4 separate regions of the Mus musculus genome follow, and regions 1, 2 and 3 are each linked to region 4. The links are chromatin contacts, called in public HiCAR-type, HiChIP or PLAC-seq and promoter capture Hi-C maps. All regions are on one chromosome and are shown on one strand. The core of a region is the stretch at or near the end of the contact, and the rest is flanking DNA. Distances in the headings are between cores, read along the strand shown. Region 1 holds the start of Amigo1 (adhesion molecule with Ig like domain 1). Region 2 overlaps Gnai3 (guanine nucleotide binding protein (G protein), alpha inhibiting 3). Region 3 holds the start of Gstm3 (glutathione S-transferase, mu 3). Region 4 holds the start of Ahcyl1 (S-adenosylhomocysteine hydrolase-like 1).

Region 1 (5,955 bases), core at 2,769-5,268, 490 kb after region 4:
TCCTGGAACTCACTTTGTAGACCAGGCTGGCCTCGAACTCAGAAATCCACCTGCCTCTGCCTCCCAAGTGCTGGAATTAAAGGCGTGCGCCACCACCGCCCAGCCCTTTAAGCAATTCGTGACCTATGTCCTTTTAGTTGACTATTCCAAGATAACCTCAAATTTTTATAGGTCCTGCTTTCTGGAGATGCTGTAAGAACACAAATGTTACAGCTATTACTCTACAAAATGAAAAAAAAACCCACTTAAAATATCCAGTTTAGGGGCTGGAGAGATGGCTCGGTGGTTAAGAGCACTGATTAAGCTCTTCCCAAGGCCCTGAGTTCAATTCCCAGCAACCACATGGTGGCTCACAACCATCTGTAATGGGATCTGGTGTCCTCTTCTGGTGTGTCTGAAGACAGCCACAGTATAATCATATACATAAAATAAATATATCTAAAAAAAAAAAAAAAAAGCACCCACTGGGGCTGGGGAGACTCTCAGCAGTTAAGAGCACCTACTGCTCTTGCAGAGAGGAGCTAAGTTCCCAGCACCCACATCAGACATTCACAAACTCCAGCTCCACAGGATCCAACACCCTCAAGGGCACCTACACACATGGTACACCCCCCTACACACACACACACAAACTAGATTTTGGATTCTTGCTTATTACTTATTTTTTATTTTAATTTTTAAGGTGGGACTTTATATAACCCATGCTGGTCCTTATCAAACTGAGGTGTCTTGAATGCTAGGCAAGCACTCTACCAACTAAGTATATCCTCAGCCCCAAATTTTTGTGTTCTCCAGACCCGAAACTTAGCATCCTTAAAGGGTGTCTTCCCCCACCATTCTCTACTTTGATTCCAATGGTCAATATCAGTCAGTCCAACAGAAGAAAAAATACTCCTAGTGTGGAGGGATTCAATTCATCCAGGCTCATAAGCTAGTAGATGCAAGCGGTCTCTTTTGTTCAAGCCCTGAGCTAGACAAATAACCTTTGAAATTGTAGTTAGCAACACTGAGTTGATCTATTCCAGCAAGAGGAAATAAATGCAGACTATAAATAACCTGTTGCTATTTATCCTGCACAGGTTGTCTTTTGTTGTGAATTAATAGATAGTTGTTTGGCTTCAAAAGAAGCTGTGGGAGAGTTATTATGAGTCAATTCTCTATACAGTGCCACCCAAAGGACTTCCTGGGACAATGCCTTGTTCTACTGGGTAGCTGGCCACATGTCACTGCTATTTTCAGCGTGGCTAGGAAAACCGAAGATGTGGTTTCTAATGCTATTTATTTGTAATTAATTCCAATAGCCAAATGTGCTGAGTAATGGCTACGCCTAGCCTCTTGTGACTCAACACATGGTCTGTGGATCCAAAGCACTAACATCTCGCATGTTAGAACCACAGGCTACTGGGCCCCTCTCTGGACTAGTGATTCAGAATCTCACTATTAACAAGAGTCCTCAGTGGTTTGTATGCATATTTTTTAAAATTTAAGTGTACTTGAGATTAAGAGACTGAAGAGCTATCCAAATTACAGATACCAACTCTTTTGTTGTTTGTTTGTTTGTTTGTTTTTCAAGACAGAGTTTCTTTGTGTAGTCCTGGCTGTCTTGGAACTCTCTCTGTAGACCAGGCTGGCCTAGAACTCAGAGATCACCTGCCTTTGCCTCTCTGCCTCTGCCTCTCAGCCTCTGCCTCTCTGCCTCTGCCTCTGCCTCTGCCTCTGCCTCTGCCTCTGCCTCTGCCTCTGCCTCTGCCTCTGCCTCTGCCTCTGCCTCTGCCTCTGCCTCTGCCTCTGCCTCTGCCTCTGCCTCTGCCTCTGCCTCTGCCAAGTATTATGATTAAAAGGGTGTACCACAACCACCTGGCTTAGGTACCAACCCTTAAAACTGATGTCCAGCTCAAAGGGCCCTTTTCCTTTTTGTTACCTTGTTTTCCCTACCTTCAAACATAGTAGAAAGAGGAATGGGATAGACGGATAGACAGATAGAAGGATAGACAGTTAGATGAGAGCCTAGAATGCTGGAGTCTAAAGGAAATGTAGGGGAGGGCAAAGCAGAGTAGGGGGAACATGCATTTTTTCCAGGGATATTTGCATAAAATACAATGATAGTATTTCCTTGTCAGCTATTGAATAAGGATAGTGGATTTATAGGCGTTCATTGCATACTTTCAGTATGATTGAAAAATTTTCAAAATTAAAAAATAGATGCGTTGGGCAGTGGTGGTGCACATCTTTAATCCCAGCACTTGGGAGGCAGAGGCAGATGGATTTCTGAGTTCGAGGCCAGCCTGGTCTACAGAGTGAGTTCCAGGACAGCCTACATAGAGAAACCCTGTCTCGAGAAAAACCCAAAGGAAAGAAAGAAAGAAAGAAAGAAAGAAAGAAAGAAAGAAAGAAAGAAAGGAAGATGCAACTTCAGAGACCATGTGTATGATAACAGCTTCAAGAGGTCCCCCAGCAATCCTCTTCTACTGGAATTCATGCCCTTGTGTGGTCTCTTTCCATCAGGATCTGTCTCTGTGAACAAAGTGGAGATGGCAGCAAGACTTGAAAGAGCTGGGTCATTGTGACTTCTGTCTTGCAGGCTCTTGGATCTCTCACCTGCCAGAAGCTGTTCCATCAGGGCACTTAAGCAGTCTTGAGACCTGACCTGGAGAGTCATTGAGGTTTCTTGACAACAACAGCCAACCATCTGAGGGACTCATGTGACCCTCTGTGAAAGCTGACCCTCCCGTCCCAGTCAAGTTTTCTGATGACCGAGCTTCCACGTGGCATGTGCCTGTAACTGAGAAATACCCTAGCATCTCTAGCCAACAGAAATTGTGTTTCACAGCCATTGATTTCCTGATTCCTCTTTCCTTCTCCTCCAAAAAGGACTACTCACCCTTCTCGACTTTTCACCATGCCTGGATTAAACAGGAAAGAGGAAAAAAAAAAATCTTTCCAGATCATGCATAAGTTTAATGTGCTAATACCCCTAGAAGAGATAATACAGTCACTTAAATTCACAGTAAAACATGGGAGAGATCTAGCTTTTTTCTTTTTTAAACTCTTAGCAAGCTAATTTGTTGAGAGGTTAATTTCAGGTGTGGTCTTGCTACTGTAAAAGACTGGAAAGAAAAACTTGCTAATTTCTCCCTCTGTGCCCAGTATCTCAAGAATGAATTCTTGGATGACATGGTCTTGGTCATTCCTGGGCCTTGCCCCCAATCATCAATTTTCATACTTTGATTAACAGCTTCTTTGTGCTTAGGGAGGCCATCTTACAGAAACCATCTTACAGAAAACACCTCAACGCCCACCACTGGTCTTCACCTTTGAGAATTAATAGAGAAAGTATCAAGATCTGACAACCAGGAAGTGCAGGTACTGCTTCGGGAAGAAGATAAATGGGAGAGCTGGATAGGACGGGAAGTGGGGAGGCAAGGTGGGTTGTCTGTGGAAGGACACGCCTCCCAAGCCCAGTCGTGACTAGCAAGCTTGCAGGCTAAGCAGCTGTGTTCTTCTATGGTACTCCAAGAAGTATAGACTAGTGACATCAAAAGTAGAGAGGGAAGAACAAAAACAAAAACAAAAAAGCAAAATAAAGCTCTTCTCCCAAATTTTAGTGACTTCACAGCTGCGCAGAGAAAGCAGAAGGAACGAAAAAAAAAAAAAAAAAAAACGTGACTAATGAATTTCCCGCCAACACTGACAGCGGGAGGCGAGCCAGATTTCTTTAATTTGGAAAATTAAAAGACGCGTGCCGCTTCTTGTCCCAGAGTCAGTTCACTGGTTCCAGCGAACTCACTACTCTTAGACTTACTTTTCCCGACAGGGGGTTTGGGTAGGAGGAACGTTACTGGGGCATGAAGAGAATGGAGAAAGGGAGGCTAGGGAAGAGAGGCGCTTTGAGGGGCCACGCTCGCTAGCTCTGGGCCCAGCCCGGGATGGCAGAGGAAATGACCCCCGACTGCAGCCGGCAGCCCGCGCGTCCGCCGGGAGCCGGAGACAAACACACGCACGTGCGCCCCGCCCCCGCCGCGCGCACGCGCCCGGAGGCTCCGGCGGCGGCGGCGGCGGGCGGCGGCGGGCGGGCGGGCGCGCGCGCGGTGCTCGCTGCCCCCACGCTGCTCCCTCGGCTGGGATCGCGGCGTCTCCCGCTCGCCGCACTGCTTCTCGCCTGGCCCGTGGCTCCGGAGGCGGCAGTCGTGCCAGGTGGGCTCGGGTGGACGGGCGCGGCGGTCCGGGCGCGGCGGCGGCGCGGGTGGACAGCGCGGAACCCAGCAAGTTCCTCGCAGGCGATGTCGCCGGGCGCGGGCCCCTACGTACGCTGGGCGCTGTGACAGGCCGGCCGGGGAGGCGCGGACGGGGGAGGCCGCGACGGAGCTCCTGGACTGGCCATGGGCTGAGACGCATCCTCGCCGAGCAGGTGCAGTGACCCGAGGGTCTAGGGAGGGAACCCGCGCCACAGGCCCCGGGAACCTTCGGCCCTTCTCAGCCTAGTACCCTGTTGACCTTCCCTGGGTTCCTCGGGAAAGGCCCTGATGACCCCGCCTCCAAACCCAGAGCTTGCAATCCCTGGTGACACCCCACCACTGCCACCACAGGGGACACGCTGTGTACACTCTCACTCTAGACCGGCGACCCCAGCCCACTGGGCCTTTGCGCCTATGCCTCTGATGTCCTAGTATTTTGAGCCCACAGCCTGCCTCACTGTGCCTGGGAACTACCCGGGATAGCTTACCCTCTCTGCTCACCAAAGGGTGGGAGAGGAAAGTGGGAGTGGTGGTCTTTCCCTCTTGAGTCTTTGGTGACTACAAACCCATCCTCTTTCTCCCAAGCCTGTAGTGAAAGTGACCCTTCCATACTCCACCAGAACATGCCGGGGTGACTCCCTCCCAGATCCTGTGGCCTTCCTCGCTCTTCCCAGTGACACTATGCAACCCCAGCGTGACCTGCGAGGCCTCTGGCTCCTGCTGCTCTCCGTGTTCCTGCTTCTCTTTGAGGTAGCCAGGGCCGGCCGATCTGTGGTTAGTTGTCCCGCCAACTGCCTGTGCGCCAGCAACATCCTCAGCTGCTCCAAGCAGCAGCTGCCCAATGTGCCCCAATCTTTGCCCAGCTACACAGCACTGCTGGACCTCAGCCACAACAACTTGAGCAGGCTGCGGGCCGAGTGGACCCCCACCCGGCTGACCAACCTGCACTCCCTGCTGCTGAGCCACAACCACCTGAACTTCATCTCCTCCGAGGCCTTCGTCCCCGTACCCAACCTTAGGTACTTGGACCTCTCCTCCAACCATCTTCACACGCTGGATGAGTTCCTGTTCAGCGACCTGCAGGCGCTGGAAGTGCTGTTGCTCTACAATAACCACATTGTGGTGGTGGACCGGAATGCCTTTGAGGACATGGCCCAGCTGCAGAAACTCTACTTAAGCCAGAATCAGATCTCTCGCTTTCCTGTGGAACTGATCAAGGATGGGAACAAATTACCCAAACTGATGCTCTTGGATCTGTCCTCCAACAAGCTGAAGAAGTTGCCCCTGACTGACCTGCAGAAATTGCCAGCCTGGGTCAAGAATGGGCTATACCTGCATAACAACCCCTTGGAGTGCGACTGCAAGCTCTACCAGCTCTTTTCGCACTGGCAGTACCGGCAGCTGAGCTCTGTGATGGACTTCCAGGAGGACCTGTACTGCATGCACTCCAAGAAGCTGCACAACATCTTCAGCCTGGATTTCTTCAATTGCAGCGAGTACAAGGAAAGTGCCTGGGAGGCTCACCTGGGAGACACCTTGACCATCAGGTGTGACACCAAACAGCAAGGCATGACCAAAGTGTGGGTGTCCCCAAGCAATGAACAGGTGCTAAGTCAGGGGTCCAATGGCTCGGTGAGCGTGAGGAATGGCGACCTTTTTTTTAAAAAGGTGCAGGTCGAGGATGGGGGTGTGTATACCTGTTACGCCATGGGGGAGACTT
Region 2 (6,010 bases), core at 3,501-6,000, 420 kb after region 4:
TGGGGGAAAGTGAGCTACATGTTTAAGTTCTGGAAGGCAGCACCTCAACTTCAATATGCCCTAAACATTAGATTACAGAGTCCAAGCGACGCCCTGACGATCCAGTCATACTTTACAGTTGTCCAATCCCAGGTCTGATTTGAACATCTCATGCCAATTAGACATTCCCTAATAGAGAAGACTGCTGGAGAGCGCTAGCTAAGATTCTGCGTGTTGCTGCCATTCCTTGGTCCTGTCATGCGTGCTGCTGACCCAAGAGACAGTAGATGACATCTGGTCTCAACACTCCTCCCTGTAATAGCTAAAAAAGAGAAGACATTGTTAATCAGAAAAACATTTACAAAGCTACCCCGCCCCCAGTGGTAACTAAACTGTCTCAAGTTTTACCTTTTACTATGCCATCCTCTCAATAAAGCCCACATTCCTTTAAGTTGTTTTTAATGATGACATCCGTAACAGCATCAAAAACAAACTGCACATTTTTGGTGTCTGTGGCACAGGTGAAGTGAGTGTAGACCTCCTTGGTATCTTTTCTTCGGTTCAGATCTTCAAACTGGCACTGAATGTAAGCAGCTGCCTCTTCGTATGTATTGGAACCTGAGGCAGACGACCAACATTGTCAAGTGTAACAGCTGCCTGCACCCAGCTAAGTTAGGCCATCAGCATTTACTTACGGAAAGCAACACCACACAACTGACTACAAACAGAATTCTGCCTCTATTTCTATTACCCTTAGGATTTTCTGCAGTCATTGGATTTTTCATAAGAAAGACTCACACGGACACTAAAACCAAACCATCATGCTCAAGGGATGAGGAAAACAAGTTTCACTTCCTCTGAGACCCTGACCTTGGAGTGACCCTGGACGAAGGGCTCCCAACAGGTAAAGCATTTATTTAAACATCATTCCAATCCTAGAGAGGCACCAGCAAAGGCAAACTAACAGATGGGGAACAAGTGGGACCCCAGTTATAGACTCTGACACCTCTCCTCACCCGGCACCGCCTTCAAACTCATGGCTTCCTACCTCGCCCTCCCAAGTGCTGGGATGCAGGCACGGTGCCCATCCACAGCCAGTAACACACTTTAAAGGATAAGTCTGTCTCAACAAGCAGCTGCTTTCTAAGGAGTAGGGGCACGAGGAGACCAACAGAAAGCCTTCTTTTTAATATATATAATTAACACTCAGTCGTCCACTTTCCACACGGTCTTAGAAACCGCCTGTAGCGTCAAGGACACTGTCAAAACAATGTACACTGTTTTCATAAACCAGAGCCTATTTTGGGTGAGATCAAGCATGGCAAGAAATATCAAGTAAGTACATAAAGAAGCCTGGGAGAAAGAAAGAACACATGAAATACAGAACTAAAGGAAGACTACTTTGTTAGGTGCCTAGAGCTCGCAACCCCCCTCCCATCTTGGTTTTTCAAGACAGGGTTTCTCTGTGTAGTCTTCACTCTCCACAAGGCTGGCATCTTATGGGAGTCAGTTCCCTCCTGTAATCCAAGTCCAGGAGCTGAACTCAGGTCATCAGGTTTGGAGGCACGCACCTTATCCGATGGGCCACCTCACTGTCCACTCCCCTTACTTTCTAAGAGATTCTGGTTCTTTTCTTTTGTATCCTTTATAAACCTTTATTTCTCTCCTGTTGGTAGCTAGTATTTGTCTCATTTTATCGTTTCTCGCCTCATTTTATAGTCATCTCTCTGGTAACTTCATTTATCTCCAATAAGTTAATTACTGCTGTTCTCAGGTTTATACATCTAAGCTAACCTTTCCCTAAGTCCCTAGTATAAGGATCACTACCAAACAGACACTTCTATCTGGTTATTCTACAGATACTTCTAAAACAACATTCCAAAATATAAATTCAGATCATAGCAAAGTATCCAACTGAGAGACTTGAGTGAAGACACCTTTGACTTTCTAATGTTTGCTGAACCTTTCACTGTATTCTCAAAAGAAAGCAGAGTCTCAGATAGTGAGAGCCCCCATCCACGGAAACAGCTCAGAGAGTCCCCTTCTCACTCTGGCCATCTGGTCACAGCTTTCATAATGGCACAGTTCTGCCATTGTTGTCTGTGATCCCTAATTTCAAATAGCCGACTGGCCCACAGCGTTTTACCTTCTTTAGCTATAACCAGAATCTTTCCCAGAGAAACTTGAATTGGAAGTCAAGCAAACCCAGTATGACCTCATTGTTTTAATGGAAGAGACACAGAAATGGTGGCAATGCCATCCTTCATCTTATAAACTGAATAGTAAAGGACATTAGTGGGGACAGAGAAGAATAGACATGGAGCCAAGGAAAGAGACAGAGATGAAGTGACCTCCTTTAGAGGTGCCTCCCTCGCACTGGCACTGACTTCACAGTCTGACTTTCACTCCTAGCCCCACCCATATCCTTGTCCTTGGCTTTTAAGATGCCATCCTGGCTCTCACTGAAAGGTTGTATCTGCATCCGAAGGCAGTCCTTACTGCCGTCCTCACTACACTGCTGCTAGACTGCTGTTCATACACCATGTGCCCAAGGCCACTTGTCACTAGCTCGACACAGGGCCAGCCTCTCCCTGCTAGTACGTTAAATTCCACAGCTGCCACATGCCCCTTCTCCATTTCTTACATGCAACTGTCTTCTCTAAATGCCTCTATTCTGCCTAATGACTTTCATTAAAAAGTTTGTTTTTATATCTCTTTGGACATATGCCAAAATTTCATGTTTGTATTTCATTTTCCTCCAAAGTGAGGACACTGATCTCTGAAGTCACACTCGAAACTTAATGGCGTTTCTTCAGATGCTTACTGCTGCGCCCACTGTGAGTGAGTGCATGAGTCCTGCATGAGTCCTGGGGCAGCTGATGGCAGCTGGGAAGCACTGACCTACGATGCACACCTCCAACAGCACCTCACGCCCTTTACCTGTGTATTCTGGATAACAGATTGTTAATGGACTCCTCTTTATTTTTTCCTCAAAAAGGTCTTTCTTATTAAGAAAGAGAATGATTGAAGTGTCTGTAAACCATTTGTTGTTACAAATGCTGTCAAACAATTTCATGCTTTCATGCATTCGGTTCTGAAAAACAAACATGGTTATGACAGATTAGCAGCAAGAATAAAAAGCAGATTAGTTCACATACCAAGAAGTTTTAAAACAACAAACTGAATTCATGGAAATAGAGTAGGTCCTAATGTGACTTGAAGCCTAGTCAGTCCTGATTTGCATAATTCTTGGGGTAAGGGGTTAAGAAGATGACAAGATGCAATCCTGTGCACACAATGTGGCTACCAAGAGCAAATGTGCAATGGAACAAGGATTTGGGAACTCTAGCCCCACTGACAAGAAAATACAGGGCATTAAGTTTTGGTTCCGTGAGCCAGCAGTGGCACCCGTCTTCCTTGAGTCACGCTCACTTCCTAGCTGTATCAGATGGACTTTCTACCCCAATCGTCAACATACCATTTCCTCATCCTCAGCCAGAACAAGGTCGTAATCACTGAGAGCCACACAAAAGATAATTGCTGTCACTCCCTCAAAACAGTGAATCCACTTTTTTCGTTCGGATCTTTGGCCACCTACATCAAACATTCTGAGTAAGGGGAAAAAAAAAAAAGCACAGATTTAGTAATGTCACACTTATAGTTATTTCTCTCGAGACTGTCGTGGTTAGAACCTCTCCATTATCACACACTCAAACCCCATTTGTAACAAAGACAAGAAGCAAATCAATGTGTCTAAACCATTGTCAGTGGTTAAAAGTATAGGCCACAGCTGAACCTCCCCCTTTCAACACAGGTGCCAAAGTCAGCAGAGTTAAGAACTAAAAAGGACTAAAGGAAGAAGAGCTCAACAGTAAGGCTTAAGATAACGGTAGCCATGACAACTGCTATTTGTTCCGTGTTTACCATGGTGCCAGGCATTACCCTAGACCATCTGGCACTCTAAGTCCTGTCTCTATATACTTTCCATAGTCCCACTCTGACTTTTAAACTGGTTTGTTCTGAATACCCACCTTGCATCTGAGCTCAAAGTTTATTTGCCTGTGTTAATGAAAAACATATGAAGAGAATTATGGGAAAAAATTAAATTTGATATCAGGCTTTAAGAATTTGAGATCTTGTGCTAGGTTTAGGAAGAATGACTATAATCTCAGCATTTAGGAGGCTGAGCTCGAAGAACAGCAAGTTCAAGACCAGCCTGCACTACACAGCAACTGTCTTAAAAGTAACTAAGTAACCAAGTATTCCCCAACACCACCAAAGCTTGCCTGGGCCTAATCATCATCATCATCATCATCAGCAGCAGCAGCAGCAGCAGCAGCAGCAGCACGGGGGTGGGGGTGGGGGTGGGGGTGGGGGTGCGGGGAGGGAAGCTGCTCACACCCTATGTTCTAATCTGGATTTGTTTTAGTCTCCTAATTGCTAAGTTTGTACCAACAGTGTCCATCCTTACTTCCTACATTGACAGGAACAGCTGTCCTACTTTGTCTTTTAGTCAATACCTGAGTCTAGATGGGGTCAGTACTCAAATGCTCACACTCTCTCAAGATCTATATCTGATAGCAATGATAAAGCTTTTTGCTACATTGCTCTAGTGAGTGAAATCTTCAGTAGCCTGGGGTCTAAATTTGCTGAGATTTTTTTCACCCCTACAGATGAGGAGAAGGAAAGTCCACGTGATTTCCCTGTAGACCAAGAGAAGGAAAGTCCACGTGACCTCCCGAATGACGTGAGCATGCATCCTCTTTCTTCCTGACCCAACCCTTCCTTTCGGGGATCTTGCTGTTCTTTGCAACCTTTGGTCTTGCATGACAGCTAAACAGATTGGCCTTAATCCAGGGTCATGTTGTAGGCTATAGAACGGCTAACATTTCACCATAAAAATCTTACAAAGACAGGCACATTAGTACACTAATAATTCCAGTTTACATCCCCATTTTCTATAACGTCCATAAGACAAAGAGATGCTATGAAGTCCCAAAGCTGGCTTTTAGTACCTAGTAACACAGTATTATTCACTAACATCAATATTGTATAAACATTTCCTCATAACTCAAAGCAATTACACAATGCCTTGCAATACTTCAGTAAATGTTTGAATAAATGGATAGTGGTTTTGCCTAGAGAAGGAAGAGAATGAAGAGGTGACAGTACTTCATACTAAGACATCTACATGCCAAAACAAAGTACTTGTGGCACTTTAATCTTGGCTACTGATCCTGGCATGGAAAGATAGTTACCTAGCTAAAGATCAACCTATGACATCAATGAAAAATGGTTTTGGTATTTAATTAGAACTGAATTACTAATTTTTTTTTTTTTTTTTTTTTTTTGGTGTTTTTGAGACAGGGTTTCTCTGTGTAGTCCTGGCTGTCCTGGAACTCACTTTGTAGACCAGGCTGGCCTCGAACTCAGAAATCCTCCTGCCTCTGCCTCCCGAGTGCTGGGATTAAAGGCGTGCGCCACCACGCCCGGCTGAATTACTAATTTTACAGTATACAGAGACACTTCCTTCCTATGGCTTCACAGGGTAATTCGTATAGCTTCTGCGGACTTTGTTAAGTAACTTCATCAGTATTTAAGATAAGCAGCCCATTTACCCGAAACCATTCATCAGGTTTCAAATCCACTTCTTTTTGTTGGTTTGTTTGTTTTGTTTTTTCGAAACAGGGTTTCTCTGTGTAGCCCTGGCTGTCCTGGAACTCACTCTGTAGACCAGGCTGGCCTCGAACTCAGAAATCTGCCTGCCTCTGCCTCCCAAGTGCTGGGATTAAAGGCATGCCCGGCACCAGGTACTTCTTAAACACTGAACACACACTAAAGGAGAAAAGGTTACTGCTAACCTCAAAGGTTACAAACACAGAAAAAAGGAACCAAAAACAGTTTTAGTAATTTTTAAAAGACTATTAACAAAAAGAAGTGCAGAGGCTTTTTCTTGGAATTGCTGGTGCTATGAGAAAATTCTCTGCAAACACTAGAATGTCCTTTACTGTCTACGTCATCATCACCTCTC
Region 3 (6,097 bases), core at 3,348-5,847, 270 kb after region 4:
CTTACAGGGGTAGTGATTGAGACAGAGGTGAAGTCAGCTTGTCTCTGAAGCTGCCATTCTCCCCCTCCCCCTTCCACCCTCCTCTTTCTCCCTCTTCCTTGTCCTCTCTCTATTCCCCTCTCCCTCTCCTTCTCCCTTGTTCTCTCTCTATCCCCCTCTCCTTCTCCCTCTCCCTCCCTCCTCCCCTCCCCTCCCCCTGTCCCCTATGAGACAGTCTACTGAGAAACTGTATTTACCAACAGAGAAGGGAGAAAAAGAAACCAGGAAGACAGGCAGAGCCCAGTGACTCAGCAAATCCTCAATGAAAGCCATCAAGAGAACAGGCCACAAAGAGAAGCTGAACAGGATTCTAATCAATTTCCTGAGAGCAGAGTTAACAATTCTTCCCGCGGTTCCCAAGTATAATCTCACCACACCCTGGCAGTACCTCTCTCCACCCCTAACACAGGGACCACTCTGTGTGACTACATGTCATGTTATAAGCCATACATCAAGGTGGAGAATACGCAGACGATTCCAGAGGGTGCAAAGCGACCATACACATGCTGGGCTAAGGTGCCACTCTCTTTCTCCAGCCACCTACCCTGGAGCCATGCCAGCTCCTGCACAGTCCCCAAGGGTACCCAGCCTGGACCAGAGCCAGAGCCAATGGGAACTAATAGTGTATCTTTGATGATTAGTAAGCAAGGTCAACAGATGGAAGGTAGAAAAGCCTTTGGACCTACACTAATCTGATTCCCAGATTTGTGTAGATGACCCAAGATTGTTGTGTACTGCGGTACAGGCTGGTTTCAGCAACCAAGAGGAATACCACATGCATCTCACAGACTGGGTTTCTACGGCCTCTGCTGACTTAGTCCCAGGACTGCGGCATTATGGATGCCCCTCACATACACACACACATTTTGAGATTTTGAAGTGATAAATATTGCTGGATACATTTACAGAAATCTCAAAAAAACAAAAAACCAACAACAACAACAACAAACAAACAAACAAACAAACAAAAAACAGAACAAAACAAAAAAAAATCCAAAAAACAAAAACAAAAAAACTAAGTTGTTTTTCCTTTGGTCACAGAACTAGAAAGGCACTGTGAAAGGTGTTGGGATTGAGACCTTGGAAAAACAGCTAAAGTGCATATTTTACATATCAAAGCAGACCTGGCCTCCAGGTTCTCCCAGCATCCTTCAGTCCCTACCTGGCATACCCTGACCTCTACCCTGAACTTCCCAGCCTAGGGGTTGGGCTGACCTTCTCTCAGAGTCTCTTCCCATGCATTTTCTCTCTTTCTCTTCCCCTTCTGCTCTATCTCCCTTTCCATGGTGACATCACTGGCCTCATTCCTTGGGATCAGGGAACTCACCAGCCTGAGAGTGTTTTCCCGATAAACCTGCTTTTATATGCTCTAATCTGGTTTGAATTGGCTCATTTCACTGGCAGAAAGATAACCTATCAGAAGAAAGTGAGAAAGAAGACAACCCAAGGGGAAGCAGGATCAGAGCATCACCTCGAAGCGGGCCAGGAAGTCCCTCAGGTTTGGGAAGGCGTCCAGGCACTTGGGCTCAAACATACGATACTGGTCAAGAATGTCATAAGCAAGGAAATCCACATAGGTGACCTGCAGGAAGCCAAGGGTGAGCGCTCTGGAATCTGACACCAGGGAAGGATGGCAACCCCTCCTCCCCACCCCTCCCTTTACCTTGTCCCCTGCAAACCATGGCCTCTTGCCCAGGAACTCAGAGTAGAGCTTCATTTTCTCAGGGATGGCCTTCAAGAACTCTGGCTTCTGCTTCTCCTGAGGCAGAGAACAGCTGGCTGTCACCACCTTTAGTCATAGGCTCCCTGGCAGAGAGGCTGCTGGCCTCGAAGGACTAGGCTACTGAGTCTCATCACCATTTTCTTAGTAGCAGGCCTCATCTATCAGAGGTGATTGGAAGACAGACAGGAGTGCTACACTGTCCTTAGATCGGTCACCACTGGTACTTAGCTGCTATGAGTCACACCCAGGTCTTCCTAAGTATCATTGTGCATGTTATGGTCCCAGAGATCCAATGGAACCACAGAAACAAAGGACCTAAAGACCCCAGGAGAAGACAAAGTTATACTGGCTTTGGGGCGGGGGCAGGGAAAATGGATGGATAAGAACAATTTAGATATTTGAACGGCATGCAACTAATATTTGGAGAGCAGTCACTAATATTGAAAAGAAGAAAGGTCAAAGATCTTCTGGCTGACCCTGAGCTGCCTACTAGGAAGGTGTCCTGTCTTCTACTGGAGCCAAAGAGGGCATGCTTGGGAAGTGCTGGGTACATGTGTGAGTCCGTTGTGCACGTATGTATGTAGGCGTGCTTACCTGTGTGTGCATTTGTGGAAGCTAAAGCCTGCTACCCAGTGTCTTTCTCAATCACTCTCTACCTTACATTTTTGTGACAGTGTCTGTCACTGAACCTGGAGTAGAGAGACTGGCTAGATTCATTGGCTAGCAAGCACAGAAATCCTCCTGTTTCTTTTCCCATGGTGCTCCAAGGTACTCCCTGGTTGGTTTGTTTTTTTAATGTGGGATACCGAGGATCCACAATCAAGTCCCCATGCTTGCACATCAAAGACTTCTACCCTCTGAACCATCTCCCCAGCCTCTACTTCATCTTTTGAGTCTGCGTTTTAAGAAGAAAATTGTTAGTGTGATCACTAGCTTAGATGACACATGGAAGTGGTTACAGGACATACACATCAGGGATTTTAACTCTGCATTAAATGTCTAGGTCAGACTGTTCACTCTAGAATCTCAACTGTATCTAGGATGCTTAGACAAGTAATAATAGTTTCAGTGTTGATGTGAGAGATCACTATGGTAACGAAGGTCGTTCTGTTGGTAAGATCCGAAAGCTTGGAGAATCAGTAACATGGCTCCTTACTGAAGGAGATGTTACAGATCTGAATGCAAGACTTTAACTCCTGCTTCAAACCCCGTCTTCTCCACCTACTGGCCACTCACAAAATCGGGACTGCAGCAGACTATCATGAGCTGTATGCGGGTGTCCATAACTTGGTTCTCCAAAGTATCCACACGGATCCTCTCCTCCTCTGTCTCTCCACCTGCAGCACACACAGAACACTCAGCATCCCAACCCAGCCAAGCCAAGGAGATTGCCTGATATGCCCTACCCTGCAGGCAACCCCACTCACACAGGTTGTGCTTCCGGCCAAGGTAGCGCAGGATGGCATTGCTCTGGGTGACCTTGTGTGACCCATCAATTAAGTAGGGCAGCTGGATGGACAAGCAGGGAAGGTCAGATGGGATATGAGGTCCCTCCATCCCTTCCCTGGGTGAGAGCAGACACAGGGCCTGGCACTCAGTGTGCCTGCCATGGGAAGCCCTCCATGGGCACAGTGTGCATTGAATGAGAGAGCTGGGACACAGCCCATCACAGAAACACTGTGCAGCCAACAGGGATGGAGCAGGAGAGCAGAAACACTGATCCTAAACCCTCAGCCAGGCCAGGAGATGAGGTGAGATCACCACGTCTTCCCCAAACCTCCCTTTCCCTGCACTTACATTGGGAAAATCCAGGCCAAGATTGAATTTCTCACTCAGCCACTGGCTTCGGTCAAAGTTGGGGGCTGTGGTGGACAAGAGGATGTGAAAGGATATCAGTGTGGCTGCGTCTGACACTCCAATCTCACTGACCCACCTAAGAAGTCACGAGCAAGATACCCTGGGGAAGGAGAACTGTAACATCTTGCACTAAGTCATTCTCAAGATAAAGAAGAGGGGTGATAAAGAAGGGGACCCTAAGCCCAATGGGACCCCAAAAATGAACCCAGCTCAATTATAAATACAGGTGGGCCCGGAACTCCAGTCTCATTATTGTTGTTTGAGGCAAGATCTCTCAATTATGTAACCAAGGCTTTCCAGAAACTATATGTATAGACCTGACTGCCCTCAAACTCAGAGATCCACCTGTCTCTCTGACTTTCTAGAGCTGGATTTAAAAGCAAGCTCCCACACATTGCCATTCCCAGTGCATAGAAAACCAAACTGCACCCTCAAGAGGTTCCTGGAAGGAGCAGGCTCCTTCCTCCTCCAGTTGTAGGAGGTCTGCAGAGCTGAGGAATTAGGGGCTGGGTACGGGCATCCCTGGGTAAGAGGAAAGCAGGTGTCTGACCAGGAAGGTGTCATTACCATCCCCCATGACATATCTCTTCTCCTCATAGCTTGAATCTGTGTATTCCAGGAGCAAGCGGATGGAGTGAGTCAGCTGGAAGAGAAGGTCACACAAGTTAGAAATGGTAGGACCTTTACTGGATGACTTCATCTTCGCAGATGAATCCTCTCACCCTCCACAAACACAGCCACCCTGCGGTGTGTACACATGCACTCATAGGTGCCCGCCCCTTCACACCTGCAGCCTCCCAAGTTTGTGAGCTCCAGGGTGCTAAGAAAAGTATACATCTGAGAGCCCGGATCACTTTGAACTTCCCGCCTGAGTCCTAGTCCCACCCTCCAGGCAGATCCCCCTCTCACTCCGCGGGTGTTCCAATAGCCCAGTGTCATAGGCATGGCGCTGATGCTGTGGTCTTCTCAGACTGGCTTCAGGTAGGTTGAGCTGGAGAATTTTAAGGAGGTGCAAAGGGAAAGGTGGGTGGGGCCTTGTAAACGGTCCCGCCCTCAATGCCCTAACCCCACTCAGGCACTGCCTTTCCCTTCAATTGTCCTCAGAGACTTTGAACCCGAAGCCCTTTGGCTTCACCCACAGCCCGGGAGAGGGAGAAGTAGGATCCTATGCACCTTCAGGCCTTGGATTCTGAGCAGGTTCACATGAAGGACCTCCTCCCCCCTCAGCCTCTTTAGTGCTTCCTGTCACCGCCCCCTAATGGGTGCCCCCAAACTTGAAAATGCAGCTTTCCATTCCTAGCAGAACTTAGGTTTTCACCCCTATACTGTGGAAATCTCTAGGAGAGAGTCCCAGATCTCAACAGAAGATAAAGTAGGGTGCCCCTCGGGCAAAAGTTTAATTTAGCATTGACAGCTGCCAAGCTCTATTACCCACCACAGCCTTATTATTCACCTAGAATCATAGGACAGTCCATGAGATAGGAAGGACTCCAGAAGAGGAACAATCAGAAAACAAGTACTCCCAGTGTCTTCCTTTAGGAAATTTGGAAACTTCATCATTTGCTCATCAAGCTAGTGACCATATAAGCCAGTCACTATTTTTGGCCATGTTTGTAAGCTAAATCCAAGAACCAGATACCTAGGGCACAAGAGATCTAAGACACCATCACAGTGCAGGGTACCTGGCTGGCAGAACTTCCCATGGGTTGCACTGTGCAAGGGAGCAAAGAATGCACAGCTGGTGTGTGCCATAGAGGGGGAGAGCATGTGCCCTAAGAGGCTTGCTTTCAAGGGACAACAGGATGCTGTACACACGGGATCCTGTGTACACACTTTGCACGGGACACAACGAGCCCAAAGCTAGACCCTCAGCTGTCCACATCCCTAGATGCTAGACCTGGCCCAAACCCCGGACATATGTTTGTATATGACAGGGTTGCTCAAATGATCTTTCAGTTACCCTGAAATATATGCCCTGTAGTCCAACCTTCACAAGGTAAGTGTCCTACCAAGAACACTGTCCTACCTGTCTGCTTTCTTCCTTGGAGGCAACAGACTCTTTCAAAACCAAGAGGATAACATCACCTTGTTTATAAAAACTTATCAGATATAATGAGAAACAAATGACAGAAGAGGAGACTAAAATGAGTTTACAAGTCAAAGGCCAAGGCTGTTGCTCTGCAGGACGTACATTTTGGGATTAAATCATCCTTTACTGGGACTACGGGGTATGAAGGCAACATATCATGTCACCCACATAGGAGCTGTGCAGTGAGGGTGCAGGGGACAAGCAGAGGCCATCTCATCCTAGGACATTAAAGAAACCACATGTTCTGCAAGTCTCTGTGAGGATGCACACACACAGAGCATGTCACTGGGGCTCACAGTACCTGTGGCAAGTGCTGCCTTAGCATTTTACATGTCCACCTGCCCACTTCAGGTTCTCTGAATGGCCACGCTCAGAAAGTACATAAGACC
Region 4 (6,768 bases), core at 56-2,555:
CAGGTTAGAGGAAGGGTCAGCAAAGGTTCGACAGAAAGCACTGGAGACCCCGACCCTACCACTGAGAGAGCTAGTTAGACTCAGCCCTCCATAGATCACCTTTTCCAAGAGCCATAGAAGGATGTCCTTTGAGCTCAACCCCCAGCACAATAGGCTGAACTTGTAAGTGCAGTAAAGAATGAGCAATCATTTCTTCCCACCCACCTCCCCAACCCACCCAAGCTCCTTTCTGGAGGGATGTCTAAGTGATCTATTCACATGACTGCGATCAACCTGCATCCATGACAGTGTCTACTGTCACCAACCTCTAAATTTTCCTTTCTCACATACTTCCTAGCAGGTGGAAGACTGCACGGCGATTACCATTTTGCCTTTCCATCTCTTGTTGCTTTTAGAACCGTCAGCTGCATAAACCAGTTCATACGATTCTTTCCTCTTGCCTCTAAGCGATCACGCAGTTGTTGGTCGAACGGCCAATTCTCCCCCAAGAAGATGCTTTGAAAAAGAGCTGCCTGATTTCCCCCACTCACCTGAGGGGAAATTTCCTGCACAACCTCATCCCCTGGACAGGTCACAGGGGTCAGCTGAGTCGCTCACCCCCTCCCAATCTCGTCTTCAAGGCCCTCCATCCAGGAAAAGTCAGTCGCGAATTTAAGGCCTGGCCCTGTCGGGCTTCAGTAAGATCCAGGAGGACTCCGGCCGAGGGACAAAGAAAAGCGAGGTCAGAGCGGCCTCTTTGGCTCCAGCTAGGCCCATCGCCGCTCACCGGCCACCCACTACATCGTGTCAATGGTCCTGAGCACCCCAAACCCTAGCCCTAAGTCCCGAACTACCCGAGTCCGGGCCCGGGGCTTGCTCGCGCCCCTTCCTCGAGGGCCCTCGCCGCCACCCAGAGCCCCGCACCTTCTTGGGAGCCTTGGTGACCGTGGCCATGAAGGAGTACTTCTCGGCGTCCTCGATCTCCTTGGCCTGTTTCAGCTCCTCCCCGACACCGGGCAGCGGCATCGCGTCAGGCATCGACATCCCCCGGCCGGCCCGGCCCGCGGCTAACCCGCCGCCCCCGCCTCTTTCCCTCACGGGCGCCCGCCCGTCCGCGCGGCGCCCTCGGCCACGCGCTCGCCCGCCTTCCCGCCAGGCCCCGCGCCGAGCTGCTTGGGCTTCCGAAGGGCTGGGACCCGCGCGCGCGCGCCTCGTCGGCTCCGAGACCGGAGCCTGCCGGACAGCGACGGCGGCCACAGAACCAGAAGCAACAGCACGCAGCTCCGACCTGCCCGCGCAGCCACCTCCGCCACACGCAAGCACGCACGCAAAGTAAGGGTAGAGGGCGGAGACGCCACGTCAAGTACTGGCAGCCCCAAGGAGAGGGGGGCGGAAAGAGGCGGGGACAAATGGCGCGCTCTGGTGACGTCAACATGCTGGGCCGGGCCGCAGGAATCGCCCCTCCTTTCCTGCGCCTCGGTGATGAACGTCCCAGGGTGAGTAGTTGAACCTTGTCTGCCGCCAGGTGGTGCCATCAGCCCTATTGAGCCGAGTGTGACTCCTATAAAGATGCCACAAGACTAAGGGTCTTTGGACTACCAACTCCCCAGGAAACCTCAGCATGGGGAGGTGGCAGAGCATCGGGGATCGGGAAGATGGCATATCAAGAGCGATGCTTGGGAGCATAAACCAGAGTCCCACCGGACACATTTTACCCGGCCCTTTTTGGGAAAATTCAGTGTTAGAGACAGCCTACTCCCGGCCCACACCCTGGGCCCTTTGGGCCAGAAGTCCATTTCCAGGGGACAGTGTTTGCTTTTTTACTTCACAGGGGTGCAGAACAAGCTGAGAGCAGTCTGGTTTCTACACAACCCTTTATGACCTCCATCACCATCTCCTCCTGGGCCTTGTCTGTTTACAAGACCTTCAGGCTGCAGTGCTGATGTGAAGAGGTCATTAAGATAAGGTTGATGGGTTGGTCAGAGGGCAGAGAACAGGGCAGATTGAGAAAAAGTCCCAGCCAAATGGGTTCTCCTGCTCCATGCTCTCTAGGCAGTAGGCTCTCCCTGCCAGCTCCACTCTCAGTGAGTGTAGTGCAGAACGTTCAGTTTGGACTCGCACAGTTTCTGGATTCTACTGTGTACAGCCCCCGTATAAAGGCCCTGGGATGGTAGAGGTGCATGTGGCATATTTATGTTTTCCAAGAACCCATCCATTTGGGAAGGGAAAGCCTATTCGTAAGCTGGGGTCAACTGCGGTATCTTATCCTTTGAGAGTCATTCAAATGACATTGGCTCCAATTCCTATGTCCTGTGGAAAGTACAATGTTGTCCCCAGGATTTCTGTGAATTACTGAGGGGACTTAGGTTTTCATGGTCATCTCTGGCTCTAGTTTGCTGCCTCATCTGAAACATTACTCACTATTCCAGTCTTACAACTGTTTCTTTAGCTCTTGTAGTCACATCAGCCCCTTTCTCTTTCCAACTCTTACTCCTAAACCACAAAAAATGAGGCTATAACATGTAGCAGAACTTTTAATGAAGGTTTGTTGGTCAAAGGGGAGAGGTTACATCACATAGCAAACAGTCTACAATTACATTTCTGAAATGTTCCAAAAAGAGATTTCAGCCATCTATCTCACCATTGGGATTTCTCAATGACCACAATCTCCCTCAAAGCTCTCTAGTATACTCCGCATCTAGCTGTTTCCTGTGGCTCCTTTTTCATTCCTTTGCTTCACTCTTCTCTCTTGGGTGGACTCTGAGAAGCCAGATTCTTCCCCACTATGCTGAGAATAAGTCCTCCTGAGAGCCTTTCCACTAAATCCTCTCTAAGCTCATTCTTTTATATCCAGCACCTCACTGGGTTCTGGGTTGTTTGTGAGAGGGTCTCACTATGTAACCCAGGCTGGCTTTGATCTCTTATCCTGTGCCACCATTCCTGACCTTACCAGGTTTTAAAGACTCAACTTTATCAAGAAAAAAGGTGGTCTTAAAAGACACCAGCCCTACCCCAATACTGATTTGTGCTCAAGGTTGGGGAAGGTGTGAAATAGTTATTTCTGGACCCACTGAATTCTTCCTATAAGAAGCCTGTGGATGTTTGAAGAGGGCTGTTGAAGTACCTAGAAGGATTGCTATGTCTTAAAATGTTAGTGTTCTCTCATGTGCTCACTGTTCAGAGCAGTCAGACTTCTCTCCTTGGGAATTCTATGGCCACAGAGGGCAGAGAGATGAAACCAGAGTAGTAAGCACATCCACACAGGGCCAGGCGGCCACTCTCTCCTTAGAGCTGGGGCCTGCAACCACAACTGGCCCACTCGGGAGCTTTCATCTTTTTTATTTTGTCCACACTGTTATTGGAGCCCCATAGATTCAATTCACCTGAGTCTTTAGAAATCAGCTAAGAAACTCTAAGTCTCCTGAATTAAAAAAAAATATATGTGTCTTGAGACAAATTATTTTTAACAAGCTCTAGTGTATCTATATTTTGGATTTGACTTTTTTAAAGCAGTTTTTCTTCAGGTGCTTTGTACTTTCTCTGGGCATTTTAGCTTCGCTGTGAGCTTCCTGGAGATTGAAGAGTACATCTCTCATACTCCTTCAGAGTCAGGAGACAGAGGATTGTCCACAGGACCAGACCTAGAGGGAATACAACTTTATTGAGTGGCTTAGGTCGAGATGGAGACCAGCAAGTGACTCCACTTACCAGTGTGCCTTATTGGACAGGAGGCTGGTGGTTTGCTCTTGCAGGAGATGGACAAGGATGCTTAATCTAAAGGTGGAAAAGGCACCCCTGTGATACTAGAGAGGCAATAGGAACCAGTCCAAGGTCATAGCATTGTTGAAAAACAGCCACTGTAGAAGGCCCTGGTGGCCACCATGCTCCCCAGGTAGAGGCTGGAAATCAAAGTGCTTACCCAGCCAGGGAGTGTGACAGCATACCATCCATGAGAAACACTGTATGCTGCCTACCTCATGCCCAATCCCAAGACAGCCTCACGTGGTTCAACTGGAAACTGCCACTTCTGGATGCCAAGAAATGGCTTGTTTTTGCCTGTTCCCTCACCTGACACTACCTCTACCAGCAAGCAAGCTAATTCCTCAGGACACCACAAAGGCATCCAGACTAGAGACCCATCCCTGGGCCAGTGTTTGTGAAGAGGAGGGATCTAAGGGTAATGCTACTTGTTGTATGTGGTGGTAGAAAGTTTTCCAAAGGTCTGGAGATCAAAGAGAATCCTGCCCGAGAAAGGAGTGGTGGAAGGACAAAGGTGAATGAGAAGATCACATGACTAAAAGTGTAATAGTGTTGCAGTGTCTCACATGGGATTGTTATGATTAGTCAAATATACTTAGTCTACCCCAAAATTAATCGTATTCTTTATTTATAAAACAAAGTCATATACAGTGCGTGATGATCTGGCCAATGCTAGGTACTATACACCAGTGGTCCATGGGAGTATTATGGAGTCACATATGGGAGCACACACTTGTCATCCAAATAGTCAGGAGACTGAGACAGGAGGATTGCCAAGACTTCAAGACCAGTCTGAGCTACAGTGTGAGTCTGAGGCTAGCCTGGGATATGTAGTGAGACCTTGTCTCAACAAAGACAACACCACCAAAACTTTCCTGGTTAGATTTATGTCAAGTTGATACAAGCTGGAGCTATCTGGGCGTGGAATCTCAACTAAGCAAATGCCTCTATCAGACTGTCTGTCATATGTCTGTGGGAGCATTTTCTTGACTGATGGTGAGCAAGTAATGGGGAACAAACCAGGAAGCAGCACTCCATAGCCTGTGCTTAAGTTCCTGCCCCTGGGTTGCTTTATAATGGTTTACATGATCTTCTGCCTTGAGCTGCTTTATAATGGGCTGCGATCAGGACATGTAAGCTGAAATCCTTTCCTCTAAAAATTACCTTTTGGTCATGTTCTTTATTACAATAGAAAGAAAACCGAGACTAAAATCAAAAACAAAGATTTTAAAACAAAATATTCCTACAATCCCGTGACAAAGCTATTGTAGTGTTTTAGCACTACACATTCCTCATTTTCATGGTGGTAACTATATAAGCCTACCTTTTGATATGTTTAAGTTTTTACCATTGTACTACAACCACCTGCAGTATATGCTGTATATCCAGATGCAATGGGTGTAGTATATACATTGTATACCAGGTTATATGACCTATGAATACACAAAGGTATACTGTATGGTGTTCACAGTGTTGAACCTGCCCGGTGATACAGTTCTCTGTAACCCTAGGTTTACTAGGGTTAAGTTTCATCACTGCACTGAATGCTTGAGATATACTAGGAACAGTGCTAGATGTGGCTTGAGAGACTAATAAGATGGAGACACTGGCTTCTAGCTGGGTACAGGTTCTGTAGGTCTCAGCAGATGAACAAAAGGGACTTCACAGACCGAGATGCTACATGTGCTGTCTTGATAGTAAACAGTTGGCTAAGGTTGAGAACAGAATCCAGGAAAGGCAGACAATCAAGACAGCTTGGTGTGCCCTGGGAGCTGTCACTATTTTAGTGTGTTTAGGGAATGGAGGTACAGTAGAACAGAGTAAAGGCTGAAGCTAGAGACAGATGGAATACAGCCTGTTGCAACATGGTGGGTAGTGCTGGCAATCACCAATTTGGAAAACAAAGGAGAAAAAGCAATCCTTCATAGAGAGGCTGATGAGATATGGGATCAGCTTGAAACATGTTGAGTTTAATGTGTTTGCAGAGAGCGCTGTTCCTGAGTCTTAGGGAAGCCTTGTTTGTGCCTCTGTACTCCCATCTAGCCTGCCATCTTACCTAAGAAATATTATACTTGTTCTGTAGGCCTTTTCCCTCTTGTCAACAAGCCTCACTTTATGGACCTGTGGTGGTTTGAATATGCTTGGCCCATAGGGGGTGGTACTGTTAGGAAGTATGGTCTTGTTGGAGGCAGTGTGCCAATGTGGTGGTGAATTTGAAGCCCCACCCACTGCAGAAGAATCAGTCTTTCCCTGGATACAGTAGAACTCTCAGTTCCTCCTACACCTTGTCTGCCTAGACACTGCCATGCTTCCTGCCTTCATGATAATGGACTGAACCTCTGAACCTGTAAAGCAGCCCCAATTAAATGTTGTCCTTATAGGAATTGCCTTGGTCATGGAGTAAAACCCTAAGACAGCGCCCCATAATTGTAGTGATGTGAGCTGTGGGCAGTGCTAGAAAGAGGAAAGCCCTCATCCCCTTCCTGCCCTGGTTGTTGCACGGCTCTTAGAGGCACCATTGACATGTTTTTTGATGTGCTGGGTCCCCTTGGAGCATCACTCCAGATCACCCAGGGCAGGGCCATAGAAGAACCCTGCTTCCTGTTTCACATTGTGCTCTCGGAAGAGCCCCTTATGCTGGTTCTTCCATTTCAGCAGCTCTAGCAAGAGTTCTTCCTCCTTCACGCCTCGCTCTGCTTATTAAGATGATCACATTTGCCTATGTGTTAGGAAATTGTTATTGCTAGTTATTATTTGAACATTATAGGGAAAACTTACAAAGAGAAAATCTTTCATCCACACTTCTCAGTTCATTCTGCTTCGTATTAATTTGTAGATGCTCATTGGCACACCTGTGTTTGGTAAGTGCCTGCCATTGTGGGTTCTGCTCTGTTCAAATTACAGTATTTCAAAAACATGTTTCCTTGCACAGAGATGCTTTACATTCTTAGTTTTGTTTGTGTTGCTCAGACATTTCATCATTCACCTTAAGAGTTTAACTGTTTTGTTTTGTTTTGTTTTGTTTCTGTT

What was found. Promoter capture Hi-C pulls out the DNA fragments that hold promoters and counts their contacts. HiCAR-type assays count read pairs that join an accessible place to other places. HiChIP or PLAC-seq counts read pairs in DNA pulled down with a chosen protein or histone mark.
Region 1: a contact with region 4 is called in a HiCAR-type map of astrocytes, with 3 times the contacts expected there. The contact joins the promoter of Amigo1 here to the promoter of Ahcyl1 in region 4. A contact is called at or near these places in 13 of 39 promoter capture datasets (the C10 cell line, the HPC-7 cell line, cranial neural crest and 10 more), 1 of 484 Hi-C or Micro-C datasets (CD4 T cells), 5 of 115 datasets of contacts at active chromatin or transcription factors (astrocytes, differentiating embryonic stem cells, microglia and 2 more) and 2 of 9 other capture datasets (adipose tissue and liver).
Region 2: a promoter capture Hi-C map of liver shows a contact between it and region 4, with 2.5 times the contacts expected there. The contact joins the enhancer-like site here to the promoter of Ahcyl1 in region 4. A contact is called at or near these places in 12 of 39 promoter capture datasets (the 3T3-L1 cell line, the C10 cell line, the HPC-7 cell line and 8 more), 1 of 484 Hi-C or Micro-C datasets (embryonic stem cells) and 9 of 115 datasets of contacts at active chromatin or transcription factors (bone marrow-derived macrophages, embryonic basal ganglia, embryonic forebrain and 6 more).
Region 3: an HNF4G HiChIP or PLAC-seq map of pancreatic cancer cells shows a contact between it and region 4. The contact joins the promoter of Gstm3 here to the promoter of Ahcyl1 in region 4. A contact is called at or near these places in 5 of 39 promoter capture datasets (cranial neural crest, hippocampal neurons, liver and 1 more), 3 of 115 datasets of contacts at active chromatin or transcription factors (the SCID.adh cell line, large pre-B cells and pancreatic cancer cells) and 1 of 9 other capture datasets (adipose tissue).

The regions. Positions count from the first base shown.
Region 1 is chr3:108,182,271-108,188,225 of GRCm38.p6, forward strand. It overlaps Amigo1 (adhesion molecule with Ig like domain 1), which reads left to right and starts at 4,019. Exons shown (of 2, transcript NM_146137.3): 1 at 4,019-4,408; 2 at 4,821-5,955. The coding sequence starts at 4,917.
Region 2 is chr3:108,109,016-108,115,025 of GRCm38.p6, forward strand. It overlaps Gnai3 (guanine nucleotide binding protein (G protein), alpha inhibiting 3), which reads right to left. Exons shown (of 9, transcript NM_010306.3): 6 at 3,458-3,587; 7 at 2,920-3,073; 8 at 388-597; 9 at 1-301. The coding sequence ends at 407. Among named protein-coding and RNA genes, the nearest start is that of Gnat2, 19 kb to the left of the region's middle. Within about 2 kb of position 4,751, at least 40 of the 459 cell types and tissues checked have an H3K27ac peak or open chromatin away from gene starts, as enhancers often do. A contact at or near this core is called in liver, where this site is marked.
Region 3 is chr3:107,964,577-107,970,673 of GRCm38.p6, forward strand. Gstm3 (glutathione S-transferase, mu 3) reads right to left here and starts at 4,598. Exons shown (of 8, transcript NM_010359.2): 1 at 4,529-4,598; 2 at 4,187-4,262; 3 at 3,560-3,624; 4 at 3,190-3,271; 5 at 2,999-3,099; 6 at 1,703-1,798; 7 at 1,511-1,621. The coding sequence starts at 4,564.
Region 4 is chr3:107,695,255-107,702,022 of GRCm38.p6, forward strand. Ahcyl1 (S-adenosylhomocysteine hydrolase-like 1) reads right to left here and starts at 1,306. Exons shown (of 17, transcript NM_145542.4): 1 at 904-1,306. The coding sequence starts at 1,023. It overlaps Gm40121 (a long non-coding RNA gene), which reads left to right and starts at 971. Exons shown (of 3, transcript XR_003954675.1): 1 at 971-1,475.